Regions from separate parts of the Mus musculus genome. Here region 1 is linked to region 2. Evidence: chromatin contacts called from public HiChIP or PLAC-seq data. All regions are on one chromosome and are shown on one strand. The core of a region is the stretch at or near the end of the contact, and the rest is flanking DNA. Distances in the headings are between cores, read along the strand shown.

What was found. HiChIP or PLAC-seq counts read pairs in DNA pulled down with a chosen protein or histone mark.
Region 1: an HNF4G HiChIP or PLAC-seq map of pancreatic cancer cells shows a contact between it and region 2. The contact joins the enhancer-like site here to the promoter of C920006O11Rik in region 2. A contact is called at or near these places in 6 of 115 datasets of contacts at active chromatin or transcription factors (the SCID.adh cell line, acute myeloid leukemia, embryonic stem cells and 3 more) and 1 of 9 other capture datasets (liver).

What each region holds. Positions count from the first base shown.
Region 1 is chr9:78,215,888-78,218,940 of GRCm38.p6, forward strand. No RefSeq gene overlaps it. Among named protein-coding and RNA genes, the nearest start is that of Gsta1, 13 kb to the right of the region's middle. Within about 2 kb of position 1,419, at least 10 of the 459 cell types and tissues checked have an H3K27ac peak or open chromatin away from gene starts, as enhancers often do. A contact at or near this core is called in pancreatic cancer cells, where this site is marked.
Region 2 is chr9:78,174,432-78,177,522 of GRCm38.p6, forward strand. It overlaps C920006O11Rik (RIKEN cDNA C920006O11 gene), which reads left to right and starts at 1,483. Exons shown (of 4, transcript NR_040401.1): 1 at 1,483-1,604; 2 at 2,140-2,311; 3 at 2,568-2,662. It overlaps Rn7sk (RNA, 7SK, nuclear), which reads right to left and starts at 1,202; the gene lies at 871-1,202.

The sequences.
Region 1 (3,053 bases), core at 169-2,668, 41 kb after region 2:
GTGGTCAACTTATCCAGAGGTTACACTCTTGGAGACAATTGGTTCTCTCTCAGTAGCCATCCATAGCCAATAGTCACTCAGCTGGGTATGTGACTTTGTGCCTACTTTCCCTCTCTCTGCTGGGATTTTGTCTGCCTTGAGTTTGCACAGGTTTTGTGTATGTTGCCAGAACCATTGTGAGTTCATATATACAGCTTCCCTGCTGTGCTCAGGAAACACTATTTCTTTATGATTGACCACTGCCTCTGGCTATTACAGTCTTTCTGCCCCACTTCTGCAATGATCCCTGAACTTTGGGGAGACCTTCCATTTGGGGCTGAGCGTTCTGTGGTCTCTTGTTCTTTGCATCTTGACTAGTTGGAAGCCCCTGTGTTATTTACCACCTACAGCAAATAGAATCTCCTCTGATGAGAATTGAGAGTCATACCCATACTTATATTTGTGTGTAAGTACCAGGAATCAGTTTAATACTATGTCCATTTAGCAGCAGCAGAGTCGTAGGTTTCCCCCTTAGGGCCTGTGACCTGTCTACCCACCAGTTCTTGACACAGTAAAGGTACCAGGGATAGGCTTCACCTTGTGGAATGGGAATTAAATCCAAGAAAGTGGTTGATCATTCTCATGTTCTTCTTGCCACTATGGTGTGAGTGGGCCTGTCTTGCCAAGCCATTGTTGAGGTTTGGAGACTGGCTGGAGGATTAAAGAACATATGGACCACATTTACTGTATATCCAACAAAAAGAGTGTGGTGCTATACAGGAAGCTTATGATCTTCTAAAAATGGTTTCATATCTGATTGCCAAATACATCTGAGAACAGTCTGTTAAAAAAAAAAGAGTTTCAGGCAAATAGCTAATAAAAATAACAGAAAAATTATTATTAATTGTACATTTTCCTAGGTGAAAATGTTACTTGCAATACTAGCCTAAAATTATAAGCACATTCTTTTGTGTGGGGGTTCATATTGTCAACCTGACAGGGCATGCCTCTGTCCATGTCCATGTGGAATTGTGCTAGTCAATTAGTTTAGCTGGGTAACTATGGAACAGGTATTTTAAGAACAGCACACAGAGCGAGTAGGGCTCCAGAGTAGGGTAGAGTAGCCCTGACTTTAAGCCAGGAGAAGGAATCCAATACTCAAGAAGTTGAATATGGTCAAGTTTCCGTTTTGCTCTGAACTCTAATGCCCTTCTCTGCTAATGCGATTCTATTAGCTATGCCTAGGTTGTTTGTAGAAGGGAGAGTCACTGTTAGATATCACAGTGAATGATAAAAATAGGTGTGGGCCACAGCAAATAATCTAATCTCTTGGCCTCATTTGTGTTGTCCCAGCAAAACTTATGTCCACCTTTGTCCCTGTCTTGGCTGGGCCTCTGGAAGCCCCATATTTGCAACTGGGAAAAGTTACTTAATAGAAAGACAATTTTGATAACGTGTATGTACAATCAAAGTTCAGATCCTACTGTAGCACGACCTTCAGTCAATGACTAAGGAATTTCAGAGTTGTGTAATCTCTGTGCTCTGTATTCCTAATTACTCATAGATCATCCATTAATGTTAACTTTACTCTCCCTTTCCGTCTACTGAATTATAATGAAATTAATTCCCTGGTAATGTACACAGACTCTGAAGATGGCTAGAGTATTCTTCTAAGAGACTTTTTACCATCTAACTTTGAAAATGCCAAATTAAATGTTTTGTTGTATATATTTATCGTCAGTAGGGAAGCATATGCATATTTAAGATCAGAAGGGAAAGTTCTTGCCATGCAAGTCCAATGACCTGGGTTTGAGCCCCAGAACCCAGGTAAAGATGGAGAGAAAAAGCCCATAAAATTGTCTTCTGACCACTACATGAACACCACAGCACATGCATGTGTGCACACTCACACACACCAATACATAAGGTAAATAATTTAAAATGTGGATATTTAAAATATTTTCAGAGTGATAGAGCAGTACACCTAACATCCACCTCTGGCCTCTGCAGGAATACACACAGGTATGTGCACCCACACATTTACATATCCTAACACACATAAAAACACATATGTGAGCACACATGCACGCGCGCGCGCGCACACACACACACACACACACTCACACACACACAAAGGCTACATAAAAGAAAACCATAAACTTATCTACAAAAGCAAGTCTATCAGAGCTCTCAAAAGGAGTGCTAACATTCAGGAAAGCAACTGATACATTTCAAGCCCTGAAAAGTATATACCTGTCTATCACAAATATTTATATACAGAAAAGACATCCTTTAAATTTGACAGAGGAAAAAACTGACATTTTCAGAAGAGAACAAACGAAGGTGGTTCACGATTGCCACAGCAACACTTCAGTAAACAGTACATTCCCCTTTCCTCCCCGTCCACAACCCACAGTTCTTTCTTGTTCGAAACCTCTTTTTCTTTCTTTCTCATCTCCAATCCTTCCTATTATTCATTTCTTAACTACAACATTCTATAGTGTAATAATCGCTAAAGTGTCTGGAGCCCAACACTCTCACAACGTTCCCTCCGCAGTCACTTCACACACTTTTTTTCTGAGTAGATCTAACACTGATCCATGGCTTTACACAGAATGCTTTCCCTCCACACCTAATCTTAGTAACTAAGATCCTATGCACCACACTACCCTGGTGTTTATATTCCAACAGCTATTGAAGTTAAAGGGACCGCCGCTTCTCAGTGGGTAAAACAACATTGGCCTGGTGTACACAGCAGTGGCAGTTACCTGAACTGTTGCTGCTCTACCCTGGGCGTAATACAGGTATGATACCAGCTGCTGGGGACACAGAGACTGAAGATCTAAATTCTGAACTCTGCACCTTATGTCTGCCACAATTAGCCCTACTTAGACATTTGAAAAGCATCAATTCATATGATAAATAGATAAAAAAGAATGTATATGATTTTTAAAAGACAAAACCATGAGAAATTTAAGCAACAACATAACCCTAGATGAGTAAATCCCAATATCGTAAGAAACAGGAACAACCAGAGAAGCACAACACCCCCCAAAATAATGAGTCCACATTAA
Region 2 (3,091 bases), core at 233-2,732:
CCACCATGAAGCCACTTATCCGTGCTAGACTAAATGGGATGACTTTGCTCATTACCTTCTCCATTTTCCTCCTTCAGCAGCTTAAAGTTACAGCCTACCTGTCCTGGGTGTTTGCCTTTTCGAGTGTAATAGCATTTGTCCTAATAACATTTTTTTAAATAAATAAATTTAAGCAGGGACTGGTAAATAGGCTCATGCTCTTATTTCCAGAGTTTGGGAGGCAGGCAGATCTCTAAATTCAATGCTACCCTGGTCTACAGAGAAAGTCCCTGAACAGCTAGGGCCACACAGAGGAAACCTGAAACAAACAAACAAGTAACTAAATAAATGTTTAAAACAAGAGAGAGAGAGAGAGAGAGAGAGAGGAAGGAAGAAGGAAGGAAGGAAGGAAGGAAGGAAGGAAGGAAGGAAGGAAGAAAGAGAGAGGTGGGGTAGAACTGTTCCCAGACAGAATCTTTGTTACGACTGCTTGGAACCTTCACCTGAACTCATATTCTCTCTCTCTCTCTCACACACACACCTTTTAAACATATTTACATCTCTATTTACATCTATTAACATAACAGAATTTTTAAAGATTTAAAAAATTTTTAATTAAAAAAAAATTTTTTTCCTGTCTCTAGCTGCATAGTCGGCCATCAGTGGAAAGAGAGGCCCTTTGGTCGTGCAAACTTTATATGCCTCAGTACAGGGGAATGACAGGGCCAAGAAGTGGGAGTGGGTGGGAAAGCGTGTGGGGGACTTTTGGGATAGGATAGCATTGGAAATGTAAATGAAATAAATACCCAATTAAAAAAATAAAAATATATATTTTTTTTAAGTTAAAGAATAAAATAAAGTTTTAAACGAAAATTAAATTGCAGGAACTACAAAAGAAAGGCAGACTGCCACATGCAGCGCCTCATTTGGATGTGTCTGGAGTCTTGGAAGCTTGACTACCCTACGTTCTCCTACAATGGACCTTGAGAGCTTGTTTGGAGGTTCTAGCAGGGGAGCGCAGCTACTCGTATACCCTTGACCGAAGACCGGTCCTCCTCTATTCGGGGAAGGTCGTCCTCTTCGACCGAGCGCGCAGCTTCGGGAGGGACGCACATGGAGCGGTGAGGGAGGAAGGGGACACCCGCCTAGCCAGCCAGATCAGCCGAATCAACCCTGGCGATCAATGGGGTGACAGATGTCGCAGCCAGATCGCCCTCACATCCGAGAGTAAGCAGGCTCTTGGTAGGTATATAAGGCCATAGAATTTTGTAACTTTACACATGTGGTGACCTTATGTAGCCGACTGTACTTGATATTATAACAAATCCTGAATCCGTTTTAGGGTTAAATAATCCTTTTTATACTCGCTTCGTTCTAAGTTTAAATTAAAATACTTAAATTTAGGATGTTTTTACTGTTAACCAAAATGCTTTGGGGCTATGCAAAATACAACAGTTTGGATTGGTTAAACCTTCCGAAGCCCCGCCCCCGACGGCCATGTCTATTCTACGGCCCGGCTCTGCTCCTGGCCCAGGCGCCCGTGTCCGGTGCGGTCCCATACGAGATGGGTTCTCTGCCTTCGGTGCGTGTCGGCGCCTCTGCCAAGGCGGAGCGGACGGCGAAAGGTAGACCCAGCGCATCTCCAGCTTCACGAGACTCACGCGGCCTTCCGTGGGCCGTAATCGTCTGTCTCCCTCTGTGGCCGAAGTGACACACCGAAGCGAGTAAAAAGCTAATTCCTAGAACAGTGTGATGCACCCGGCCCTCCGTTGGCTTCCCGTGCCCTTTGTAGCTAAATTTGGAAAATCCTGAGTTTCTCAAAGTCCAAGAACTTTATAATGTGCACTGCTAGGCTAATACCTTTACAACGAATGCCCCCCAGCTTCCCTGAATCGGAATGTGAAAGTGACACACTGAAAACCAAGGCTAAGGGTTCTGTCCTTTCTTTCACGTGTTAAAATGGTGGCATCTTTTTAATGCGCGAGGGAAAACGCAACAACAATAATAAAACACTCCTCCCAAATCCTGAACATTCAGTTATGTCCAGAAAATTGGGATGAAGATAGGACTTTGCTTTACCGCTCTGTACTGCGTTCGGGTTTTTTGTTTGTTCGGTTTGTTGTTTGGTTTTTGGTTTAGTTTGGTTCGTTTGTTTTCCAGAAAGGCCGAAAGCCATCGTGACGTCGAGGCACAAGCTCCACTGTCCTAACAGTAGAGGTCGCATGGAGTTCGTGAGACGGGCATTAGCTGCCGCTGGAGCTGTACCCAGCCCACCGTATTTTCACAAATTAGCCAGACAATACGCCTTCTCTTCGCATCACTACTGGTCCGGGTCAGCCATAAGATCCTTCCTGTTAGGGACTTTTCTTTGAACTAAGATGTAATTAACGGGATTCATTACCCCTTTTAAGTTACCCTTGGTTTCTACGAGGGATAACAGGTAATAAGGACAAAGGGAAGTAATGTAAATTTTGTCAGTTTTATTGATTATACACCCTCTAGGTGAATTTTCTGTACCTGCGTTGCACGGTTGGAAGCCTTGTTTCCTGGCCTGCGAGTGCAAGTTTTGCTTTTGTTCTATTCTTCAGCTTCCTGTGGAGATTTTCAGATACAAGCAAACAAAACATTGCATAACTCTGTGTGCAGCCCTTACCCGGATGTGTGCAGCTTTAGGGTGTGCTTGGTATGTCTCCTGCCTCCTCTTGGTTTGTGGGAGTCTTTCCTCCTAACATAGTTTCATATGGGAGTGCCACGATTTGGTATTTATTTCCAACGGGTAAAGGTTATCACACCCACCAAAAAATCTGCAAGGCTTTATCCTCAAAGCAGTCTGTCTCATGCGGAGTTTTTACTAATGTGTCTCGGTGCTGCTCTAAACAAGGTCTGTAGACTTTACACTATGAATAACTTGAGATTTATAAAAATGTTGTAAAGTTGAACCTCAGAGCCCTCAGTCCTCCCGGGTGCTAACGCCTTACATAACCATGATAAACTGAGAAGAAAAGTGTTACTGGTGTGCAAGTAAATGGGCAGCAGACTTAATTATGATTTCAGTGTTTCTACTAAAGTCCTCTTACCAATCCAGTATCCCACAGTGTATCTAGTCATGTTT